Linked DNA regions of Xenopus laevis: region 1 is linked to region 2. Evidence: chromatin contacts called from public Hi-C data. All regions are on one chromosome and are shown on one strand. The core of a region is the stretch at or near the end of the contact, and the rest is flanking DNA. Distances in the headings are between cores, read along the strand shown.

The links. A called contact is a pair of places that touch in the nucleus more often than the background predicts.
Region 1: a Hi-C map of the XL177 cell line shows a contact between it and region 2, with 2.4 times the contacts expected there. The contact joins the promoter of LOC108711290 here to the enhancer-like site in region 2.

What each region holds. Positions count from the first base shown.
Region 1 is chr3L:97,350,548-97,358,020 of Xenopus_laevis_v10.1, forward strand. LOC108711290 (talin-2) reads right to left here and starts at 3,499. Exons shown (of 57, transcript XM_041586665.1): 1 at 3,349-3,499.
Region 2 is chr3L:97,272,036-97,279,226 of Xenopus_laevis_v10.1, forward strand. LOC108711290 (talin-2) reads right to left here. Exons shown (of 57, transcript XM_041586665.1): 20 at 6,665-6,831; 21 at 6,416-6,544; 22 at 5,447-5,560; 23 at 4,632-4,745; 24 at 3,957-4,091; 25 at 2,884-3,012; 26 at 2,019-2,121. Among protein-coding and RNA genes, the nearest start is that of LOC108711290, 78 kb to the right of the region's middle. Within about 2 kb of position 5,171, at least 2 of the 7 cell types and tissues checked have an H3K27ac peak or open chromatin away from gene starts, as enhancers often do.

The DNA of each region.
Region 1 (7,473 bases), core at 2,249-4,748, 77 kb after region 2:
TTTCGCAACTTCCCTTTCATTTCTATGGGGTTTTTAAAGGCGTATTTATCATCGGGGGAAATTTCACTTTCACCCATTGATAAATACGCCTTTCAAAATCCCATAGAAATGAATGGAGAGCTGCGGAATTTCACTCTAGTGGCGGAACTTCACTCTTTGATAAATTTACCCCAAGGAGTGTGAGCAGTGTGCGCAGGTTATGCATGTATAAAGCGGGGAAATTAAACTATAAGTGACATAAAGCAGAGTTAACAGCCACCTTTTCTATAAATATTCAGTAAACCCCATGGGCTCATATATTGTGAATATGTGCTAACAAAACAATTTCCTCTGCTTGACAAATTATCAGAATAATAAATAGTGATAGAGGGCTATGCGTTGTGGATCAGGAGGTGCAAGAGTTTGCAATTCGGTGCCAAAATCCACTATTTGTGCCCGCATGCAGGACAATGCAATCTGGGTGCAGGCAAAATAAGGGGCCAATTCCAGCGTAGTTGTTGAGCGGAGGGGAGATTGGCCTGCAAAATGCAAAAACAGGCATTTTCAATCAGATCTCTGCTTGACTAGACTCTGTGCAGCCGCACACAGGCGGAAGCTGTAATTTTAACTGCAGATACAGGAAGCAGCCGATTATCTCCACCTAATTAAAATCTTCAGATGGAGAGAATAATTCAATAAGCTAAGGGGCCTATTTATCATGCTGTGTAAAAAGTGAAGTGAAGCATTACCGGTGATGTTGCCCAGAGCAACCAATCAGCATTTAGATTTCAACAGTTGATAAACAAAGCAAAGGTCTGATTGGTTGCTATGAGCAACATCACCGGCAATGTTTCCCTCCACTTTTTACACAGCATAATAAATAGACCCCCTTAGCCTGCCGTTGCCTTAATGGCATACATGACTGAGGCTCAGCCTTTCTCCACCTGCTTCAAGGCAGACAGAGAAAAACCAATGCACTCCCAACCATTCCTTCCGGTGTCTTCACTGACAGCCATAGCTTGGGCATGTTAGCAGACACTCAAAGCAGATTTTAGGCCGAAATTTGCATAATTTTGCTTTTCCGTGTCAACTTTTGCTCCATGTGTCTGGATACAGGCCGACACCATGCCCATCAATGCAAATAAGGAAAGGAGTCAGGGTTTTTTTTCGCTTTATTTAAGCTTTCCATTAGCCTTATAATTAACTTTTAGTTTGATGAAGAGAGAGTGAAATTCTGAAACGATTTCCAAATGTCTCTTTTTTATTATTTGCCTTCTTTGAGTTATTTCGCTTTTTATTCAGCAGCTCTCCAGTTTGCAATTTCAGCAATCTGGTTGTTTTAGGTGGGGTCAGTGACCCCCATTTGAAAGCTGAAAAGAGTCAGAAAAATCAGACAATTCAAAAACTGAAAGGTTGCTTAGAACTACCCATTATATATACACAAACTAAAAGTTACCTCAAAGGTAAACCCCTGCTTTAAGCATAGGTCTGCTGACCCCGTTCCCTGTACTGAATCAGTAAACACCACGGTATAGCATTCCAGTAATCTCAAATTACTTAACTTTTATTTTCATTTATTAAAAGCACAATGATTGGCCAAATAGTACTGTATAAGTAATATGGCCACAATGAAAGGTATAAAGTTATATAGTATAGTATTAACTTGCATAATCTAATCTTGCCTGTTTGGGTTACATTGATTACTTCTTGTCTTTTAACCGATACAATCTATCAGACATGAGTTTACATCTAAAACGTATGTGATTATTGCAATTATTTCAAATAAAATACAACATAAACCATTAGGACTAATTCCCTAAATTAAGCCTGTTAGTGTGCCACAGAATACAGATTCCATGTTCTGCAGTACTTCTAGGGAGGGGAGAAAAGGAGTGAGTTTATAAACATCTTGTTACAAAAAGTGGAATTACAGAAAACACACACATATATATATATATATATATATATATATATATATATATATATAATTTTTTTTTATTTTTTTTCTAGATAAACAAAGTCTTTATTATTTTGTTGAATGGTTTGCAGAATTCCTGCATGGACATCAAAGCAAAAGCAACAGAAACCCTTGTGGTCATAAATAAATGGCTATGCAAGTCAGTGGGAGATTATAACATGGGACTTTAGAGTAGCAGCTCAGGCCCCCAAGGTTACCCAGCCCCAATAAATTGCACATAAAGCAGCAGAGTGCCTGATACCCAATCTCATTTAACAGCGGTAACTGTGTAGCAGCTTATAGCTATTTTATTTGACAATGGTCAAACATGTAGGGTTGATTGTACTGGTGTGGGGGAAAGCAGGAGCTTTGAAAACACCCCAGGAGGCCAATTATTTTAACCAATACTGCCTCCAAATGCAAGTAAAGATATGTGCCATAAGTCATTTATGACCTTTTTTTTTTAATTAAGAGAAAATGCAAGAAGGTTAACCCTACACAAGTATGTTTCCTTTAAACATAAAAAGAACTGCAATGTGGGGAGGGGTCCTAAACCGTAATGAAGCCATAACTGAAGTATAAATAAAACTTACGACTGCAAAACACAATACTAATAGCAATAAATAACGCATGTAATACACAGAACTGCAGACAATTGCTATGTAATGTGTTCTTTCAGGTATACAGCATGTGCTCTGGGAATGTATGACTCTCTATTTCTGTATAAACCACAGCTGCAGCTACATGTTTGCATAATACAGATATAACAAAGAGACAGGGGCATTGCAATAAAAACTTTTTGTGTAGGTAGAACATATATAACCTATAGAAGTGCCTATTGGCAGAGAGCATGCAGAGAGCCCATGTGCTAGTAGGGAGGGGATGTTATCCACACATATGCTGAGGATTTAAATTCCAGTGCTGCCCTCCAAGCCTTCCCGGACACCCAGCCCAAATACATCTCCTGAATGGCTTTCTGCAACAGAGCGTCAGTGGAAGAAGTGGCTGCTCCGATCCTTGCACACCGGGGCTACACACACACACACACCCCTATCCTGAGCCTGTCTGCTGTACAACTGCTATGTTCCACACGTGTTTACAGCGGCGAACACACATATATCTGTACATGGAGCCGGCGCATTCCCACACACACACACACACTATATACATACATCACAGCTATACTACAAGCCAGCACATTGTTCCCGTATGTTCATCTGATAAATGCTGCATTTGTGTCCCCGCATAGAACCCCAGCCCTTATCTCAGCAAAATGCATATATACATCGTACTATGTTAGCCCCTCACTCTGCACATTCCTAAACACCGTGTGTACCCCCTTCTAGCATATACAAACACATCAATGCTCAACCAGTTACATGCCATCTTCTCCCGCTTTATTTCCCCCTTACCCTGTCCTGGTCCCTGGGTCACTCCCTCTCCATCTCTCACTGTCTCTCCGCCCGAAGCACTGCCTGACCCCCCGAAACGCCTCATGCGCATGTGCAACGAAGGAGTGGGGGTGTGAGAGAAAGCAGAGAATCACATTGCGCAGCGGCGCTTCTGGCGGGTACAGGGAGGTCAGGGTTGGTATGGCAACAGGCGCCATCTTGTGGCTGGCATTCAGTCTAACATGATTTTGTCAAATGCCTTTTATTCAATCTTTCTTATTCAACAGCAAGCGCGAGTGCCTATTTCCCTAAAGTGTGCTATAATTTTTCGTGTATTAAAAGATTTTTAACTAACAAGTAACTTAGACTGTTATTTTTTTATTTATACTCTGGCCCAGTATCATCTGGTGTATCTAGATGTTACTGTGCCCCACACAACAAATTCATTTTAGGGCCCTCAACATATCCAGAGGTTGTCCTGTTTTACCAATAGAAATTGAAACTGCTCATTAATTAGGGCTTCATGGGTCCCCCTATACCTCCTGGGCCTAGGGTTGCCACCTTTCAATAAAATTTGCTGGGGGCGGTAAAAAATGGCACGGCTTGATGTCAAAAGGGGCCAGATGTGACATCAAAAGGGGCGGTGCGTGACATCAAAGGGGGCGGGGCCGCGGCGTGTGATTGGCCAGGCAGCGAAAAAAGGTAAGTTTTGCACAGATTGGGCTGGGCCAAGGGCTTTAGTTAGGGATATTACAAATTTACCAGCAGCTACATTCCTGGTAAATTTGTAGCATACTTTCCAACTGTCCCTTTTTCGGAGGGACAGTCCCTCTTTTGACAGCTCAACCCGCAGTACCTCATTTTTACTGGAAAGTCCCTCTTTTCTCTGCACTGAACAGCCAGAAAAAGAAACAAAGTTTCTCACTTAATTGGCCTTTAGCAGAGAGCCCAGAACAGCTAACAGGTGCAAATAAGATACTTTGTAACAATTTTGAGACACAAAAACACAGTTTAGATAAGGAGAAATATTTTCAAACTTTCATAACCTGCCAAATTTTGTAAAACAAACATGGTAATTAGGGGGTGTGGCCACAGAAAGGGGTGTGGTCAAAAAATTGCTGCGCTACGTGCGGGAAAACATTTTTTGTCCCTCTTTTTACTTCCAAAATGTTGGGAGGTATGTTGTAATACCGGCCCCGGCCTTGGCGGGTGTTTTACCGGCTAGGCCGGTAAAATACCGGCCGGGTGGCAATCCTTCTTTGGCCCCCTGCAGCCGCAAGGTCTGCTGCCTCTGTTGTTACGCCCCATACTCTGTCATAAGGGCCGGATTTACATAGTGGGCACCTCTTGGCCCACTGCCATTCGTCGCCCCTGTCCCCTCCCATTTATTCGTGCAAATTTTCATCATCTGCACTGGAGCAATGGGGAAATTAAAAAAATGATTGTATCTCCAGAACATCCCCAGTGTTTTTAACAAATGTGGGTGTGTTTGGACAGCATACCACCCCCTAAAATCCTGCCGCCCTAGGCCCGGGCCTAGGTGGCCTTACCACAAATCCGGGCCTGTCTGTCATTATTATTATTATTATTATTATTATTAGTAATAACATCTTTATAAAGTGTGTGTGGGATGAATGATGTTCCCCTACAGTGGGTGGCTAGGCTAGCAATATTTGCTAATAACTCAACCATTTCCTGACCCACCCTGTTCTGTCCCAACTGAACTTTCAACAGTGGACACAGATGGCTACTGTTTATATACTTGCATTCACCCCTTCAGTGTCGGACTGGACCACAGGGATACCAGGAAAACTCCCGGTGGGCCCAGGTGTCAGTGGGCCCTCATGCTGCTAAATTTTGGCCTATTTCATGGTCATTCCCTATTCTATGAGAAAAAAGAGGCTAAATGGGTGGAATAATAGATTATAGTATGTAAAGAAAAGAGACTAGGAGAATAGAGGTTGAGTAAGGAGAGGAAGAAAATAGTACTGAGTGTGGGCCCCTGGTGTCCCAGTCCGACACTGCACCCCTTCCAGTCAGCTTCAGATTTACAAATGATGTGCTCTAGGCTGACTACCAACCCCAACGCATGCATGTGTGCACACACATTATGCTTTCACGCCTTCTGCTTGGCCCCTCTGCTCCCCTCATAAGTTTACTTGTTCCTATAGACACTTGCATCAGACTGGACACTTCAAGATTCAAATATTCATCAAAATTCCAGGCTTTACAGTGCTCCAGGTGTCGGAACCAGGAAATAAAAATGCATGCTGCCCCCTAAAAATATGCGCCCTAGGCTTGGGCCTTTGTGGCCTTGCCACAAATCCGGGCCTGCCTCCGCTCTTGTTAAAGCAGATTAGGGACACCACATATTGAAGAAATTTTAACATGTAAATCACTTACGACCAATCCTTCCCTCTCATTCCCAATCTGCCCCAATACACCCTAGCAACACACCCTGATTATGCTTCTTGGTCTGGATGCTTCTGAGGATCAATGGCGTGGCTTTAATGCTTTTCAATGGCATGGGTTCAGGTGTAAATTACTGTCATCAGATGACTGGGCTGTAACTGTGGATGACCAGTTAAGGGTTTGTTAAATGTATGTGACTCCCGAAACTTCCAGGTGAGTTTACATGTCTGTGGCCTTCTCTTCCTATTTGTTTTATTAATAACATTGATATCAAGCATCATTATTGATATCAAGCATCATTATTACAGGTCAGGCTAGTAAAATGCCAGCCAGGTGGCAAACCTCAATAGAACTTACAATCTAAAATAAGAAGGGGGTGTCAGATACTAGGGGCTCATTAATTGACAATGGGCAAATTTACAGCAACCAGCGATAAGCTTATTTCAGACAGCTGCAGATAGAACAGGGTGCAAGGTGCAAATGTATCCACTGTTGATAAATGAGTCCCAAGGTGAGGAAATTGGCAATATGAGGAGTTTCTTTACAGAAATGTATTTTAAAGGAAACCACAACCCCCCTAAAATTAAAAGCCCCACCTGGCACCCTCCACTTGCCCTCCCTCCCTGCTTCCTCTCTGCATAGACTTCTACTAGAAAAAGTGTCCCTGGCAGCAACACTGACCTTTCTATGCAGAGTAGCGCAGAGGAGCTCATGGGCTTTCCGGTGCATGCACAGTTGCCAATAATATGGACTTGCTCCAACTGTACATGTGCCAGAAGCTCAAGTGTTGGCAGTCACTTCACAAAGAAAGCCGAAGCTGCTGAAGCTATTGAAGATGCACTACTCTGCATAGATAGGTCAGTGTTGCTGCCAGGAAAACTTTTTCTAGTAGAAGACTATGCAGGGAGGGAGCAGGCAGGGGACCAGTAGAGGGTGGCGGATGGGGGCTTTTAACTTTAGAGGGTTTTGTTCTCCTTTAAAGGAAAACTATACCCCCAAAATGAACACTCAAGCAACAGATAGTTTATATCATATTAAGTGGCATATTAAAGAATCTTACCAAAGTGGTCTATATATTTAAGTAAATCCTGCCCTTTTACATCTCTTGCCTTGAGCCACCATTTCGTGATAGTCTGTGTGCTGCCTCAGAGATCACCTGACATACTAAAACTCTAACTGTAACAGGAAGAAGTGTTGAAGCAAAAGACAGAACTCTGTCTGTTAATTGGCTCATGTGACCTTACAAGTATGGTTTGTTGGTATGTTTGTGTGCACAGTGAATCGTACGATCCCAGGAGGCGGCCCTTATTTTTTAAAATGGCAATTTTCTATTTATGATTACCCAATGGCACGTACTACTAGAAGAGTATATTGTTATGAAAGTGGTTTATTTACATGAAGCAGGGTTTTACATATGAGCTGTTTATGCAATATCTTTGTATAGGGACCTACATTTTTTGGGGGATTTAGTTTTCCTTTAAGAGAGTATTTCAAGTCAAAAAAATTGGCATAAGTTTGATGGAACATGGATGGGAATGACAGAGGACCATACCATGGACAAATGTATTTCAGATTACTGCTGGTACTAGGGTTGCAGTAAGGGATCTTAGGGCAACATATGCCTGCATGGCCATTCTCCTGACCCATAAGTAATACAACACACTTGCGCAACAAGACCATGCCTGCCTCTGGCACCCATAATTCCTCTTCAAATCTCCATCCAAAACCATGCAA
Region 2 (7,191 bases), core at 3,921-6,420:
ATAATATTATAACGTTTTACAGAAATTACAATTGTCATGGTAAAAAAAAATGGCAAATTTTGTGAACCCAAGTAAAAAAGATGAGTAAGATCCAGTACTGTGGCAAACAATTTGCAAATACATTCTCTGCTACATAAACGTAACTGCAAATCAATATATGTGATACTTCCGACAACAAATGTGCTGGTTTTATAAGTTTTTATATTGCGAATATGGCTTTAAACTTATGGTCAAAATGAATTTCAGACTGACTGAAAGGATAACAATACAGAGTCTAGGGTTGGCTGATAACAATCGAGATATGCTGATGGTGGTTTTTTAAAATTTGGTTAATCTACCACTGAACCAGACTACAGTACATATAGTTTGGAACATATGCAACCACAAGTGCGCATGCCAAAATTTAGGGTTGTGCCTATACTGACGCTATTTATTCAAGGTACACCCAAACACGCTACTTGCACTTCCACATAGTTGCACTAAGTCAATGTGCCAGTTGATGTATATCGTGCAAGTGAGTCTATTCACACTACTGCCACCCTGGATATGGACTTAATACAATGGTCCCCACAGCAAGTTGCATCAACAGCCTTTAGTAAATCAGACACTAATGCAGTTTTTAATGCTGAGTACATTGGTGCATCATTCCCATTCTGAAGATGCTAGCCAAAACTTGACCGTCTTAACTTGGCCTATATGACCAGGTCAGCCTCACAAACTCTATTTTTCCATTGTGCACAGAGAAGATTGAGATTGGACAAAACAAACCTAAAAGAATCCATGTCGTTGTATCAACATTGAACAAAGATGAAATAAATTATATATAGACTGCTAAAAAAAACATTCAGGAGATTGGTATTACAGGTACAAATTTGCTATAGGTCTAATAAACTACAGCAGTTAACCAGTGGACAGCGTTTACTGGTCGAGTGTTTTAAAGCAGGCACCAACCAAATGATGTACCAAATCATTTTTATTTTAACCTTGTGCGATTGCGTAATTTAAAATGGTTGCTTTCTGTCAAATTACACAATAAAAGTGCTTCCATAAGTGCCCCCATAAACCATCTAACTTTGAAATACAATCTGGTAAAAATCCTTCCTGTGGCAAAGAAATTGCCCAGACATCACTATAACTTTGAAGTACAATAGACCATATGGGAAAAAAAATGAAATCCATATATTGGCCTATATATTATATGATCCCATATTTTCCATAAAAATACATAATACAAAATATACCATACCATTCCTATAAAGAGACAAAAATACATCTTCCTCCCATACAAGGGGTATGCCATATTTCATAAAACTGTATAACCTTGCACAGGGTCGGACTGGGACCCCGGGCCCCACAAGGGCTGCTGTCCAGGGCCCCCTCTGGACCCCCCAGCCCCCACTGCTGCGGCGATGCAGACTGCGTGCGTACAGCCCCCCACTGCCGAGCTTGTGCGCAGGCGTGCACTACGTTTCTATGGTGGACGCAGCAGGAAGGAGCCTGCAAATAGCGGATCTGGGCCGGTGGGGCCCAAAAGGGCCAGCGGGCCAGCAGCCCACTGGGTTTTTTCCCTGTGTCCTGCCAGCCCAGTCCGACCTTGACCTTGCAGCACAACAAAGTGGATTATCAGACATACAGATGCACAATTTGAGCCACAACAGATAACTGAGAATAGTTCCCAAGCAGGAGAAATAAAACCAGGATCCCACCACTCTTCCAGATAACACTGAATAGGAGAAACTGTCTGAAAGGACTTGTATTGCGTATTGCTGGGTGTTTCTGAAAGCACATGACTAGGCACAATGACCTGAGATAGCTGCCTACACACCAATATTATAACTAAAAAAAAATACATATATTCGTTAAAGAATACCATTTTAATTGGCAGAATTATTTGCCATGTACTGTACATAGTAATACAGTAATGCAAACTACATCATAAAAAGCATGACAGAATCCCTTTGAAAGAAAACTAAAAATCTAAATCAATCTTAAAGCCGTTACACAGTATATCTGCTTACCTGTGTAATGCTCGTTTCCTTGGGCAGCACATGTAAGCAGCTGGGCCATGGATGATCCTACAGTCTTAGAGGTACTACCAAGATCCTGAGCGCACTTCTCCAGCTGCAGACACATAAATTGGATGGAAGTAATTTAACCTGGAAATACTCAACAGAGAAAACCCATTCTCCACAGGCCACCATAGGACATAGTGTTGCTGCTCAAGAACCCACTCTGCTACAATCATAGTAGTTGTAAAATTGTAGTGGTATCTAATCAACTCACTAATTCATGAATTGTTTAAAGAAATACCCTCTTGAAGGAAAACTATACCTCCAAAATGAATTCTTGAGCAACAGATAGTTTATATCAAATTACGTGGCATATTAAAGAATCTTACCAAACTGGAATAAATATTTAAGTAAATATTGACCTTTTACATCTCTTGCCTTGAGCCACCATTTCATGATGGTCTGTGTGCTGCCTCAGAGATCACCTGACCAGAAATACTACAACTGTAACAGGAAGAAGTGTTGAAGCAAAAGACAGAACTCTGTCTGTTAATTGGCTCATGTGACCTAACATGTATGGTTTGTTGGTATGTTTGTGTGCACAGTGAATCCTACGATCCCAGGGGATGGCCCTTATTTTTTAAAATGGCAATTTTCTATTTAGTATTACCCAATGGCACATACTACAAAAAAAGTATATTATTATGAAAATGGTTTATTTACATGAAGTAGGGTTTTACATATGAGCTGTTTTATGCAATATCTTTTTATAGAGACCTACATTGTTTGCGGGGTGTAGTTTTCCTTTAAGAATTACACCTGGATTTGCAGTATCAAGGTGAAACTGAAATGAACTGCATAGTGCTGCACTTACTGTTTCTCCTGGAAGTGGCTTTAGTTGTCTCTCACCAGCTGCCATTTTAGCATCCTGCAGTTCGTTCTTTAATGTCTGCACAGCATTCAGTGCTGAATCAATTTCCATTGGGCCACAAGCTTCATGGGCCTAAAAAAGGGTAAAACAGATAACCTAGAATACTTGGCTTTTCGTACCTATTAAACAACCCAATTGCCTTCCTTCTCAAGAAATATTTCTATCTACTGTAATAAAAAAGTGACAGTTTTTAATATTTAAGCCATGACACCACTGAAAACAACTAGAAAATGTTGTATCACAACATAAAATGTGAAGGGATGCAATGTGCAACAGACACAGCCTTGTTGTGTTTCCAAGTACATCTGGTTTAAAAACAGATTAGCCAACAGCAGGTTGCTGAATGGAAAAATGGTTTCACTGTCGATCCATTTGGTATCTGTGCTTCACTAATAAATGTTCAATTATCAGTAGAAGGTAAAATCAGACTGCTGCTATCAGTATTTGAAAAACTGCTGCATTTATTATGTATTCTCTGTACACTAAATACAGCAGTGTTTCCAATACTACAGCAGCAGCTGATTTATAATCTATTGACAATTCATTATCTGGTGTCAACTATCTAACAATGTGGATAATGACTATGAAGATTTTCATTCAATAGTAAAAAGTTCTTGGTTCAGACACCAATTTCTGATTCCTTATAGCTGCAGATTCAGGTGTCTGTGTTACACTTTAAGGTACAATAACTCAGGAAAATGGTTGAATCAAACAGCTCCAGGCAGTATTTTTAAACTGCAATGTGTTGTTATTAGAAGTGTAGGCACACTACGTTTCGGGCAAGGCCCTTTATCAAGTCTCACTTGATAAAGGGCCTTGCCCGAAACATGTGTGCCTACACTGCTAATAAAAACACATTGCAGTTAAAAAATACTGCCTGGAGTGGTTTGATTCAACTATTTTCCTGAAGATTCTCATTCATCCATTCCAATTCCAGAAAACCCCAGACCCAGAGCATTCTGATAATAGATACTGTATCTGTACTCTTACCCAGTAATACACACAATATAACTAACCTTTTGAGCTGCTGTACGCAGTTCTGCTAAGCTGGTTGCCAGGTTTTTGGCACACTGACCCAACTGCATGGCAGCTGCCTGATCAGTCACTGTTGGCACAGCAGCCTTGGCTGAAGCCACCATTTTACTGCCAGGCTGAAAAAACAGAAATACAGACGTAAGACACAATGTTCCCTTTAACAATCAGGCAATGAATGACTTATTTTAGAATGGGTAATACTGGCCAAGGGATTTTAGTCAAATATATAAAGTAATATAAAGTATATTAACAGATCTAAATACTCATACTGAACATATTAAGTTTAAAAGCTTCTTGCAAACCCAACTGCTGGTAAACATTAAAAACATATCAGGTATTCTGTGCAAGCATATGAATTTATTTTAAATTTTATATATAAAATGCTATCGCAAGTATATTGTTACCTGTCAACACTGTACATAATAACTACAATTTCTGTAACTTATGAGCATTAGGGCCTGAAGAGAACCTACATGCTGAATATATAAATTTGCTATTTTTGACCATTATAAGCATATGTTGTTATGCCCATGTATTGCTTTGTCCAGTGAGTTCAGAGAAGTTAAAACCCAGTTGTTAAAAGTCAGAGTGTGTGGCTATACTTGAATGCACCAGTTTATTTTAGTAACAAAGTCATTGATGCACAATGGATGTACCTGCAGGAAGTTCTGGCTGGATATAATGAGTGCAAGCTGAGCGCTCAAATCATCTGCCTGGGCCTGGCTGCCCCTCACACCCTGCACCAGTTGAGGAATATGGTCAGCAACAGCCTACATGGAAAAAAGTAAATACAATAGTCTTTTTTTTCAAACTAAGATTATGCAGTAATATAGCTTCCTTTGCAGAAAATCTTCATTGTTTTACCCCAATACACACTACTTGTAGGGGGTGAACAAAGATCCACCCAACCTCCCTCCAAGTACACCAGCTGAATAGCCAGTGCGCTCATAGGAAACGGTGCCCTAGAAGTGATAAACAATTAAGGTAACAAGCTATGTTCTGGTCTACTTCAAATTACCTAAAGCAACCAAGCTTTTTTTTATGTGTTACTAAATCCCAAAATGTTTTATGTAACTTCAATTCTGACTTAAAGTGCAACCTATGACCAAAAAATATTTTCCCCAACTCCCAATCCAGTTGGTGGAGAGAGGCTCCCAGTGCAAGGCCATGTTTGGCCACTAAGCACAATGTCACAATTCTCACTCCTAATGCGCATTTGTTTGACATCACCGCATGTGCATAATGAGTGAATCAGATTAAGCTATTCAAAATTAAATACCCAAGTTCTTTTACTTTCTCTATAATGCTGTGTTCAAACAATAAAATACATGAATATATATGCCCATACATGAATATATATGCCCAGTATACTCATTTTGTAAAATGTAAGCCTGAAGAAGGGAACTATGCCCAGAAAGCTTGCTTGCTTATATTCACTGTTAGTTTGTCCTGTGATGCCTATATCCTTTACCTTGCAACTCTGGACAAGCTGTTGATGAGCTGCAGTGTTTTTGTTGGAAAGAGAAGCATTCTGTGATGCTGCAATCGTCTGTGTAGCAGCTGCTGCAGCCTGTTTAGCAGCTGCCTGGGGAAACAGAAAGAATGAAAATGAATGATGGCTGAGTGACCACGTTTAAAGAGCATTTTAATTATCAGATGGAACAGGAAGACATATTTCAAGAGGCATGGAGATAGAAATTAGAAATTGACCTACATTGGAACACTGATGTGGTCCTCATCTGACAGATATCCATAGGCCTGTTTTTATTATTTGGATCATTGGCCTGAGTGGGTGGCCAAACCAGGCACAGATTCGCTCATTCAGCAATGTCATCAAACAAACAAATCTCTGCCCAGTTTGACCAGCAGGGGGTGTTTCTGAGGCAATACCGCCCCACCCCCCATCTGGTAACCTTTTTCTACAGGGATAGTACATGAGAACTACTATCTCACTTTATCAGTCAGTGTAAAGCAATGAAGTTAGACTATCTATGACAACGTAACACTTAAGAGGTTAGGCATAACTAGAGTCTGGGCACCCTTGCCCTATAACCTTATGCAACAGACATTTGTATAACCAAATTGTTCACCTCTAAAAAAAAAAAAGTGTCAGAATAAATAGCTTGGTTGGTAAATAAGCAATTGTAGGTCCAGTCAGTTTACCAATGTGTAACTATTTTCTGTGTTTTGGATGTGAAACCTAGCTTGCTATAAAGCACCTTCTTTTAATACTGTGTGACAACAAATTATAAATTCTATTGCTTGAAAAGCAAGTAATCCAGTAAAGGCATGGATAAACATATATAAGTAAATGTAAAAATATTTTAAATGTTAAAATTGTATTTTAGGGTTGCTTTTGCAGTACATAAATAAAATCTTGCATATATTTTGTCTCTGTGCACACCAAAGCACAGAGACAAACTGTGTACTCTTTTCCTACCTCTAGGCGATTCACTATTTTTTTCTTGATAGCATTCTGGGCAGCTGCATTTGTTGCAACCCTTAGACCCTCTGCTGCTTCTCTGAGTCGCTGTTGCTGATCTTCATTTTCAGGATAGGCTGCTGCCCCCTGTAATAAGCCACATGTAAAACAACTACAGTTTTAAAAACCTCTCCAACAAAATAGAATATTGACTAACATTTTCTTTACCAACCCCAAGCATTTGCTCTGAACCCCTCAGAATTTTACCTTTGCAGCCTCGACCATTCGAGCAGTAGAATCAGCCAGCAGTTTGGCAGCTGCCAGAAGCTTCTTGGAATTGTCCATATCTATCTCTGCCTCTGCATCTGACCTCATTGCATTTACTAGGTCTGATGTCGCTTGAGCAAGCACTCGAGCTTGTCGCACCATTTCCCCTGCAACAACATAAATATACAAAGAACACTTCACTTATCTAAGAAATTACAAAACCTACTATTAACTGTATACATGCAGTACTTATGTTCTTACTGTTTTTGAACAAATGCAAAAAGCATTAAAATGATTTGGAAATAGCACTGCACTTTTAACCCAGGTTATTATGGGTTATAGTTATCAAGCTCATATTGTTATCCTATTGATTCATATAACTGTGTATTCAGAAGGTAATACCTTGATGACTAAGTCTTCTGTAACATTTCTAGTATTTGTAAACAAAACACACACCCTGGATATGAATTACGGCTGAAGAATCCAGTGATTGTGTATGTATTTTCTGCATTTTATTTAAAGGCAAT